Linked DNA regions of Mus musculus: regions 1 and 2 are each linked to region 3. The links are chromatin contacts, called in public Hi-C and promoter capture Hi-C maps. All regions are on one chromosome and are shown on one strand. The core of a region is the stretch at or near the end of the contact, and the rest is flanking DNA. Distances in the headings are between cores, read along the strand shown. Region 1 overlaps Siah2 (siah E3 ubiquitin protein ligase 2). Region 2 has its middle 18 kb from the start of Gm40044. Region 3 overlaps Spg20 (spastic paraplegia 20, spartin (Troyer syndrome) homolog (human)).

Region 1 (3,242 bases), core at 644-3,143, 3.6 Mb before region 3:
CCATTTGCTGAAGATGCATCCTTTTTTCTAGTGTGTACTTCTGGTTTCTTTATAAAAAATTAAATGTCCATAGGTCTGTGTTTGCATCTGGGTTTTCAGTTTCATCCATTGATCAGTCTCTGGTTTTGTGCCAACGCCATGTGGTTTGTATTAGATAGCTCTGTAGTACAACTTGGAATTGGGAATGATGAAACCTCCAGCAGTTCTTTTATTGTCCAGGATTGTTTTAGCTTTCTTGGGTTTATTTGTGTTTCAATACGAAGCTGAGAATTGTCCTTTTAAGATCTGTGAATAATTGGAATATGTATGGAAATTGCATTAAATCTGTAGATTGCTTTTGGTAAGGTGGCCATTTTTACTATATTCTACCAATCCATGAGCATGGGGGAATCTTTCCATCTTCTGGTATCTTCTTCAGTTTCTTTCTTTGGTGCCTTAAAGCTTTTATCAAAAAACTCTTTCACTTGCTTGGTTAAAGTTATGCAAGATTTCTTATATTATTCCATGCTATTGTGAAAGATATCATTTCCCTGATTTCTTTCTCTGTCATTCATATATAAATTTCTTTCTGTGAGTTAATTTTGTATGCAGCTACTTTGCTGAAATGGTTTATTAGCTCTAGGAGTGTTCGGGTGGAGTTTTTTGGGTCACTTAATATATACTATCTGCAAATTAAGACTACATGTAGAGTACTTTTCTCAATCTAGTTTATGAGAGTGCAGTTGGGCCAAGCCATCATGCAGATCAGGAGCCAAGCTTATAATAGGTCTTAGGGTTACTTTTGTGTGTGTGTATTTATGATGTTTATAAAACTGGAGTGTGTATCCCTTACATTTGATTAAGCAGTAATCCAAACTATTTGAGCAGGGCAGCTCAACCATTTGGTGTGGAAAAGCCAAATTTGGATGTGTACTTAACTGCAGCCACCAAAACTCTTCATTGGAGATGAAAAAGCATTAAGGAGTAAGGTCTGTGTCAGATTGGAAACAAGGCAGGTCTGTGTGCTTAGCTCAGATGGTCCAGCTCAGTGTAGGGCTGCTCTCTTGTTGAGGAGCCTGGGCTCCTCAGCCTCTCTACTTCAGAACAGGGATTCTCAGTGAAAAGGGGCAAACGGCCTTTTCACAAGCATCGCCTAAGATCACTGAAAACACAAGTATTTACATTATGATTCATAACAGTAGCAAAATTACGGTCATAAAGTAGCAACTAAATAATTTTATTGGGGGCTTGGGGGGGGATGAGGGTGAGGGGGTGGTCACAACATGAGTAAAAGTTTAAAGGGTCATTAAAGGGTCACAGCTTTAGGAAGGTTGTTGAAAGACAAGAGGCTTCCCCAGCCCCTGAGGCTGTATGTGTCTGTTACCTGTCTTCCTTGCGCTAGTCTCTGGGAGTATTTAGATAGTCTGTCTCAACTGTATTACATAGGGCCACTCCTTTAAAGTGTCAGCTAGGTTGTCTGACCTTTTCTCTTTCTCTCTTTTTTTTTTTTTTTTTTAACAAAGCAACCTTGTTACACTCTAACCTCAGAAAAGACTTGCTGAGGCTTTCAAATTCAGTGGTGATATGTAGTCACATTTCAGGAACTTTGAAAGAAGATAAATACAAATGGAAAACATGTCGTAGAATGATATGAGAGGACTAGAGAGGTTTAGTATTTCCTACAGTATGTTGGACAGCATAGGCAGACTCCTTATCCAAAAACACCAAAGGGCAACCTTTTACTCCTGCATAGGAGCTGGGAATGTGGAGACAGCTATGCCAGGCATTCATAGAGGGGAAAAAAGAGAAAAGCTAGAAACTGGACTTTGATGTCAAATCTCAACCCCTGATCCCTCCCTGAATCGCTCACCTTTGGCCAAATTCAAACATAAAGCCAGTACTAACAGGGCAAACTGTCTATATCTACATGCCAAATTCCTTCTGCTTAGGGTCAGCCATTGCTTGGCTCTGTTTTAGGCAGTGTTTACTGAGCTAGATCTCTGCATACCTGATGTGAAAATCTGACAGCTATAGAAAAATTATCTTGTGTGTTGTATGGATGCATCTGACGTGTCAGTTAAAAAGCCTTTGTCCTATGGCTTAGGCAGGAAATTGGAGGCAGGCCATCCCGGCAGAAAACGAATTCTGGAGAAGAGCAAGGTAGAAGATCTAGGTGCCTGGGAAGATATGAGGGGATGGACACATGGTCATGAGCACAGGGAACCCGCCACGGGGCAGAGTGTAGGTTAAAATAATTGGGTTGTGTGAGTCATGATCTAGTCAGAGTAGAGCCTAGATATATGGCCAAGATATTTGAGTCTGAGTCCTATTTCTGGGAGCATGGGACTGGGAGGAAGCACCTGGAGCTAACTCAACACAGTTTCTGTAACATTCTTTGTTTAGGTCTTTATATTCTACGAGGCATTCATTCTGCTCAGTGATAGAATGTAACCATTGTCCCAGGAGCTCGTTGACTTTGTACAAAGTGGTTCCTTTTTAGCCTTTGGGGGTCTTTAGAAGCAGGGCCAGGGCTAAATGATTACAATGGAGATTTTTCTTGCCCTAAAATTCTAGAATCTGCTAAGTGGTCATGGGAACAAAATCACTAGAGAGAAGGCAGAAGAGCCAGGTTCTCAGAAGGCCTAGCTATGATCTAGGTGTGAACTTCCCTGAGCCAATTAGCTCATCTACGACAATAAATAGACTTCCTACATGGTGGATATATTGAGATCAGATTTAAAAGGCCATAGAAGGTCCTTCCTCACCAGTGCAAATGGAGGCCAGCTGGTGGTACTGTGCTGGGACAGGGAAGCCCACTTGCAAAAATATGTTTAAAGATTTCTTCTTAGTCTCAAAACTTCTCCCATGAGTCACTGTCTTCAGAAGCTGTCTCTATATTCTTTACAGTTGCCTGAAATTGACCGTGTTGGCCCAGAGACTTAGAGTAGTACACGAAGAACCAGAACTCTCACCCATTACTCCAAGGGTCAGTACTTTAAAGAACAAGATTGACAGTTCAGCTTTTGAATGTCAAGCGGAATTGAAGGCTACAAAATTGCAAAGCAGTGCTAAAATTGAAGGTTGGTTCTGATGTAATTGACCAAAGGTTTCACCTGGTTAGCACAACCTGGAACTAAAGTCAGCTGCCACTAAAGTTATCCTTCCTACAGCCAGACTAGAAGCCAGCTAAAAAGTATGGTAAATCTGGCCTAGAAAGTACCAGCCTGAGATTCAATTGGAGTCTCTTTGTTCCTTACAGCTCT
Region 2 (3,333 bases), core at 586-3,085, 3.9 Mb after region 3:
GCCCGATGAGACCTCAGCATCACTGTGCTGCTGAAGGGGACAAGGCTGTGCCTGGATCCCTGACATATGGGCTCCTGGTTTAACAGCAAGCCACCTCAAGAGCAACACTGTATGTAATCCAATATACACAATAAAATATGTGGAAAAGGACTGGTGAGACAGCTCAGCTTGGAGCTTGATGACCCGAGTTCTCAGAGCCACAGAAAGGGAGGAGAGAACTGACTTCTATAAGTTGTTCTCCGATTGCCATGCTCGCTCTATGGCCCTCTCATATTCAAATACACAAGCACTATATATACAAATCTATGTACACACACACACATTACAGCATTCAAAACACTTCTGCATGTACATGTGCACAGAACCACTGTGAGCTGTTAACTATGTCCCCTTCTGATACAAGAGTGAGGAGTCCCACTTCTATAAGGTCCGAGGAGGCATGAAAGGGAGTTTTATGTTTATATTCTAGATGCCCCTACATGGTTAGACTGCTTCCCCCCACCCGCCTTGTGCTCTTCTCTCCTCCCCTCTCTTCCCCTTCCTTTTCCTCCCTTCCACTCCCTCCCTAAGTTTGGACTGAAACCACAGGGCTGACATTCCTGGGTCTCCACCTTGGAGGCAGCACATTGTGGGCATATTACTCTCCACAGCTGGAGAGCTGACGCCTCTTGGTAAATCTCGCCAGAGATCCCCCTGTGTCTCCTCCTATTGGTTGGCTCTTCTGGAGAGCCCTAAGATTTTTCCTTCTCTTCAGAATTTTCCATCCGGGGCTGGAAGAAGGATAGAGGTCAGAAAAATCCAAGTGGTGCAACGGAGACCCAGAAGCACAAGGTCAGAGGCCAGCTGCCCAGTGGACTCATGTACCCTTAGATTGCTAGTACTCAGAGCGGCCCTATATCAACCTCCGCCAAGATCCAGGCAGCTGGCCAAGAGGCAAGGGCAACCTAGGACAGGGCAAAGGGGCAGGCAGCACCTGCCTAAAGGCAGGGCCTACTTGGTCATCTAGATGGTCAAATTATAGGGCTCAGAATAAGGAGGTGCCGTGAAGCCTATCCCTGAACATATGATGCCCAATACCAAAGAACTACAGAGCTGGGATGTAATTTATTATCCCTGTAGCTTTGATAAAGAGCTCACTGAAAGGCCGAAAGCTACCGCAGCGTGGGAGGGAGGATGCCAGAGGGTGGTTGGTCTGAGGACCAGAGCTGAGCAGATTGAGGATTAAACAGAAGTCTTGAAGCTCATATGGGGAAGGGAGATGGAGCCATGATCTATAGATACAAGATGCCCCCCAACTTCTGCTGAGCATACTGGGAGCCAGACAGTAAATGCTAACTTGACTGGGTTTCAAGTGAAGCTTCCTGTCACCGTGGATGCTTGCTTGTACAAGGCCCTAGGTTCAGCTTCCAACACCTTCCCCAGGGAAACATAGCGAGAGCAAAACTGAATTTCCCCTCAAGCGTTAGCCCAAAGCCACCATAGGCAGCCTGCTGTGGACGAGACTGTCACTCTCGAAACTGAGCCAGGTCTGAGTCAGCACAGTTAGTTTACCTTGAACCTTCTCCAAGGTAAAGATGGAACATTTCATGGGTTTCGTACACGGTAATGAAATGCCACGTCTGTGTCCATCCCCAGAAACACTCTTTTTAAAGAGTATTTTCTTTTTAAAACGGCATTTCTCTCCCTCTCTTCTTCCTTTGTTCCCTCCCCTCTCTCCCTCCAACCTTCCCGCCCTTCTCCATAGCTGAGGATGACCCCGTAGCTGAGGCGCTCTGATCCCCAGCTTCTGTCTCCTGAGAGCTGGGACGTCACGTGTTCACCACCACACCTGGCTTATTCAATGCTTGGAGTGGAACATAGGGCTCCGTGCATGCTAGGTGAGCGATCTACCGAGCCCCGTCTCAGTCTTAAAATAGCATGTTCAGTGATTTCTCCAGAATATTGTTGGTTAGCCAGAGCGAGAGGTTTCAGAACCTAGGGATGGGCTCACCCATCTGATAGAGCAGACCATGAGGCTGGCGAGTCCCCAGCCAGTCTGTGCTCTTGTACCACAATAGGTACAGCCTTGGCTTCTTCAGATGGGGTAGCTATGCTCGGCTTCTAATGTCAAACTCCTTGTTACTACGTTCGCGTTTGTCTGTAGGTTACAAGCTCCCAGTCAGGCAGACAGGCCCCTGTCTTGTGAACCTCAGAGTATTTTGTTCTATAACGCTGCAACATGAATCTCTCTCCTAACTCAAGCTTCATAACACCCCTCTCTGGGCGTTTCTGCTCCCCTGACACCCTATTTCTCAGACATCTAAGGATTCTGGGAGTGAGCTAGTCCACCTAGCAGAATCTATTTCTGATCACACAGGGGCTGCCGGAGCTGGTGAAATGTTGCTCAGACACGATTGAAATACAAGTCTCACTCCCTGCCTTGTCAGATGTACAAGTCAATCGTTCCCTCTTGCTCGACTACGCATTGATGGCATTTTCTATCGACCAGAGCTCAGTCCAGCCCGGAGCCTTTAGTACTATACATGACTTTGGCCTTTCTGTATTGGCTGCTGGAGGAGGAGGTGCTCTGGGCCCTGCAGATACAAGGGTCAGGTTATTCACAGCTCTCTTACCTCAGCACTGGCTGTATTGAGAAGTTTTGTTTGCTTTGTTTCCAACCAGATCACCTTAGCTGTTGCCAGAAGGTGTGGATTCCTTCTCATTTTTATGATTGCTGTAGCTTGGTGTGGTCTCATAAACGATAAACTAATGCCACTCTGTAGGTAGTTCTAATTTTACACGTTTGTCAAGCTCTGAGTCATCGGTTCTGTGATTCTGAGCTCCCTTCTTTAAAACAAAACAAAACCCTTGGCTCTTTTGGGAGCCGAGGATGTAGCTCAGTGGTTAGAGCTCCTAGCATGCATGACAACTTGGGTTTGAATCCCGGCACTTGGCAGTCAGAAGCAGAACTTCAAGGTCACTGCCCCCCCCCCCCCACATATATATGGAGTCCTGCATTAGCACTTGAGACTCTGTCTAAAAAAAAAAAAGCAAAATTCTGTTTTCTTCCCGGGGGACAGAGTTTGGGTTGAATTCCCTTCCTTAGAGAGAGGCAGGAGGGAGGGTGGACTGACATTTGCTCCCTTTTGTGTGGGATTGTGGGTGACATGAGGGCACCCTCCCTGCTTTCTCGGTGACCAAACCTGTTTTCCAGGACAGAGCAGCCAGCTTTGGCACACTAGCCGTTTCCAGGGCAGCACAAGAGAAGCTGAGTTAGCTTAGGATGGAAATTCCATTGCTTGTATGGAATTCAGACATTACTGGGTGGGAAATCAGCTAGCTTCAGAAATGAGC
Region 3 (3,574 bases), core at 132-2,631:
AGGTCATTTCCCCTGGGAAAATGTTGACTGGTAGTCATCACAAACACTGAGGCGAAGGCAGGCCACTGAGGCAGGCTCAGTACTGACAACTGGAAAGTGAAGCTTGCCCCTGAGCTTTGTCACACTTTGTCAGAGATGCAGAGTGACTACTTAATTAGGTCTTGCTTTTGCTACTGCCCAGAGAACCTAATGTGTCAGACACAGAGCAGAACATGGCTTGTCACTAGCTGTGACAAATGATACTGTGGTACCAATGGGAAGGTCAGTTTGTCCCAACACTCAGACTTAAGCGCATATCCTGGCTGTCTAAATCAGAATTCCTAAATACATTCATTTCTTATCTATTACACCCCTGTAGCAACTGAGACGGAACCACCCAGCCTTAGAACACTGTCTACCATGAGGAAAGCCGAGGGACGGTCTATGGAGACAAGCGAAACTCAGACACCCCAACACCAGCCCCTTTCTGACAGCAGGAGATACATGTGTGGACTGGGCGCCCAGGGCCCGGCGCTGGTCCTGGCAAGCCTCGCAAGTACTGTCAAGTCCTTTTTTTTTTTTTAATGATTGGATTTTATCTTCTATCTCAAAATCCACTCAGGTAGATTAGAATAAAGGTAACTACAATGTTTTGTAGAGTATAAGTGGTGCCAGGGACAAGACAAAAGAAAAGCCCAGTGGTTAATTATTTAGTATGTATTAGAAAATCTGCCTATTGAAAATAACCTTACTCTCAGGTCCTAAACATATTAATAATGATTTTTTAGAGCCCAGGAAAGTTTACCTAATGTCTAATAGATAGCTGTGTTGTTACTGTCTATTTTGTTGTTTTGTTTTATAGGATAAATAGGTTCAGTAGACATGCCTTAACTCCTTATCAGAACAGTGCTGCAAATATTTGAGCGATGACGTATTAAACTTGGGGTACAATTCTACTTCTTATTTAGGACCCAAAACAAGGTATACAACCAGTCAAAAGCCAAATGAAATAAATGAAGACAAACTGCTGCTGGAACCAGAGCAGCTCCGCAGCTGAGATCTGGCAGCCAAGGCGTGTTTCTGGCGCCCAATTCCGGCTATTCCAGTTTCAAGGATCCAGTGTTCTCAGAGCTGTGACTACACAACTGGCAGAAACTCTCCGTGGCCCCTCCCCTCCCCTCAGTCATGAGACCTGTGAGACTTCTTCCTTAAGATAACCAAGTCAGTAAGTCAGTTCTTGCCCAGTAAGGAATCTGTTTTCCAGACCTCTGATAAGCTTCCAATTGTTGCTAATGACTTTCAAGTTGGCTTCCATAAGAACCAGGACAAAGTACCATTAGGAGGACTACAGAAGGCCAATGTCTGGCAAAATTACCTTATCTGAATCTGGGAACAGGTAACTGCTTTGTTTAAACACAAATCCATTGACAGTACACTGTGACCCAGTTTCAAAAGCCCATGTCTCTGCACCTATGCCCAACCTTTTCCCAGGAGACTGTTGCTGGTCTGCACCCTAAGAAGACCCCACTGAACGCAACACACATCTTTACTTCAAATTAGTCCTTGCTCTTGTCTGCAGTGCAGCCCTCTAGGCCAGGGCTTCTGAACCCTGGCCTGACTAAGGTTTAGGGACAGATAACTTTCCTCTTGATGGGGCATTTAGCAGTTTCTCTGACCACTCTATCTAATACACCAGCTCTCAGCTGCTGTACTGACTTGGTCTGTGTGTCAGTCAGCTTGACGAGGGCTAGAGTCATCAGAGAGGAAGGAGCCTCAGTTGAAGAAGTAAATGTCTTCATGAGATCCAGCTGTCTCAACTAGTGATCAGTGATCAAGGGCCTAGCTCATGGAGGGTGGTGGCATCCATAGGCTAGCAGTGGTCATGGGTTCTTTAATGAAGCTGAGCAAGCCATGGGAAGCAAGCCAGTAGCAACACCCCTCCATGGCCTCTGCATCAGCTCCTGCCTCCAGGTTCCTGCCCTGTTTGAGTTCCTGTCCTGACTTCTTCCGGTGATAGACTGATCTGGAAGTGTAAGCCAAATTAATCTATTCCTCCCCATCCTTCATTTTGGCCATGGCATTTGGTCATAGTTATAGGAACCTTGATTACACAGCTGTGATGAAAACAGGTTCAGACATTGTCATGTGATCGAAAGGGGCAAAACTGCCCTTGGCTGACTGATTCCAGGCCAGTTTAGAACTTCCGGTTGATCTTGATAACATTTGTGGATATTCAGTTACGTATTCAAATGTATCACATAAATTCCCTTTGAAATTTAAGTAACACGTCTTCTGATAAAGAATTGTTCTCTTGGGCTGGAGAGAAGGCTCAGGTCCTGAGTTCAATTCCTAGCAATCACATGGCGGCTCACAACCATCTGTAATGAGATCTGATGCCCTCTTTCTGGTGGGTCTGAAGACAGTGACAGTGTACTCATTCATACACATACAATAAATTAATCTTTTTTTTTTTAAAATTGTTCTCTTGGGTCCTAAAATCAATTACAAATAAAACCAAACTAGATTCCCTGTAGTGAGAATTCTAGAACTGAGCATGCATTTGTTTTACTCCCAGGTGTGGGGATACGGGGTTGCTCCACAGTGGCTCATGATGATTTGCCTCTAGCTCTAGCTGCAGATAGTCGGTGTGATGTTTGGACGTCTGGGAGCCCTGAGAGGTAGGGTTGGTGCTCAGTACTCTTTCAGGGGGGTTGGCTGAGGTTTGTTAATAGTCAGTGCTCAAAGAAGAAACAAGAAGAAAGAAATCAGATTCAAGGCTCTCTGTCTCTCTCTCCCTCTCCCCTCTCCCTCTCTCTCTCTCCTTTCTAGTGATGGGGTGAACCAGGAGATCTGAAGGGTGGGGAAAGAACCCACAAAGTAGCAGAGGCCAGCTACAACTTTCCCAGCACACACAAACATGGATGTGTTCAGCACCCAGTAGAACCGTTGTTTCCTCTGCTCATATCCTGGACATGGTATATGTCAAGAAATGAAAATGGGATGTTTCTGGCTTATGCTTATATGTTGTCTGGAAGGGCTTACCTGGAGAAACCCAGGAGGGCGGTTCAGAACTGTATCCAGAGAATTATCCAAGAACCGCACGATCCGCAGATACCCAGGGTACGAGGGAGCACTGACCTCTCCCGCAGGGTTTACAAAAAAGATCTGCACTCCGTTTGGTATCAAGATCAACTCATCTGCATCGAGCCCCAAGGTCTCAAGAGGGGGCGGCTGGGAACGGTTCCTGTAGAAGTCTTCTCCCACGGATGAAAACTCCCCGGAATCTGTTCCATAGGAAACAGTGTAGTGGCCCTCAGCAGCCTGTGGGCTGTAGGCTGGTGGCGCTTCGGCAGGGCAGCTGGGCGATGGTACGGGCAGAGCAGAAGGCGCACCACTTGGGCCGGCACACGCGGCTGAGGCGCTCCCATCGACTTCAGCACGCTGGGGCGCTGTACTAACGGACTCCTGCTCTGGGGACTTCTTGCACGCGTCTTTAGGCGGGAACTCTGGGTATAGCTTGGGCACATCCTGAAGGTCATTCCGTAGAGAAGTGGCAAGGCCCTTCTCCAGGATCTCTAGCCTGGTGCGGACGTTC

The links. Promoter capture Hi-C pulls out the DNA fragments that hold promoters and counts their contacts. A called contact is a pair of places that touch in the nucleus more often than the background predicts.
Region 1: a contact with region 3 is called in a promoter capture Hi-C map of liver, with 9 times the contacts expected there. The contact joins two enhancer-like sites.
Region 2: a Hi-C map of liver shows a contact between it and region 3, with 6 times the contacts expected there. The contact joins two enhancer-like sites. A contact is called at or near these places in 1 of 39 promoter capture datasets (liver) and 1 of 484 Hi-C or Micro-C datasets (liver).

Annotation. Positions count from the first base shown.
Region 1 is chr3:58,685,367-58,688,608 of GRCm38.p6, reverse strand. The region is part of intron 1 of Siah2 (siah E3 ubiquitin protein ligase 2); the gene reads left to right. Among named protein-coding and RNA genes, the nearest start is that of Siah2, 5.4 kb to the left of the region's middle. Within about 2 kb of position 1,893, at least 12 of the 459 cell types and tissues checked have an H3K27ac peak or open chromatin away from gene starts, as enhancers often do. A contact at or near this core is called in liver, where this site is marked.
Region 2 is chr3:51,200,358-51,203,690 of GRCm38.p6, reverse strand. No RefSeq gene overlaps it. Among named protein-coding and RNA genes, the nearest start is that of Gm40044, 18 kb to the left of the region's middle. Within about 2 kb of position 1,835, at least 45 of the 459 cell types and tissues checked have an H3K27ac peak or open chromatin away from gene starts, as enhancers often do. A contact at or near this core is called in liver, where this site is marked.
Region 3 is chr3:55,117,243-55,120,816 of GRCm38.p6, reverse strand. It overlaps Spg20 (spastic paraplegia 20, spartin (Troyer syndrome) homolog (human)), which reads right to left. Exons shown (of 9, transcript NM_144895.2): 2 at 3,022-3,574. Among named protein-coding and RNA genes, the nearest start is that of Spg20, 6.9 kb to the right of the region's middle. Within about 2 kb of position 1,381, at least 37 of the 459 cell types and tissues checked have an H3K27ac peak or open chromatin away from gene starts, as enhancers often do. A contact at or near this core is called in liver, where this site is marked.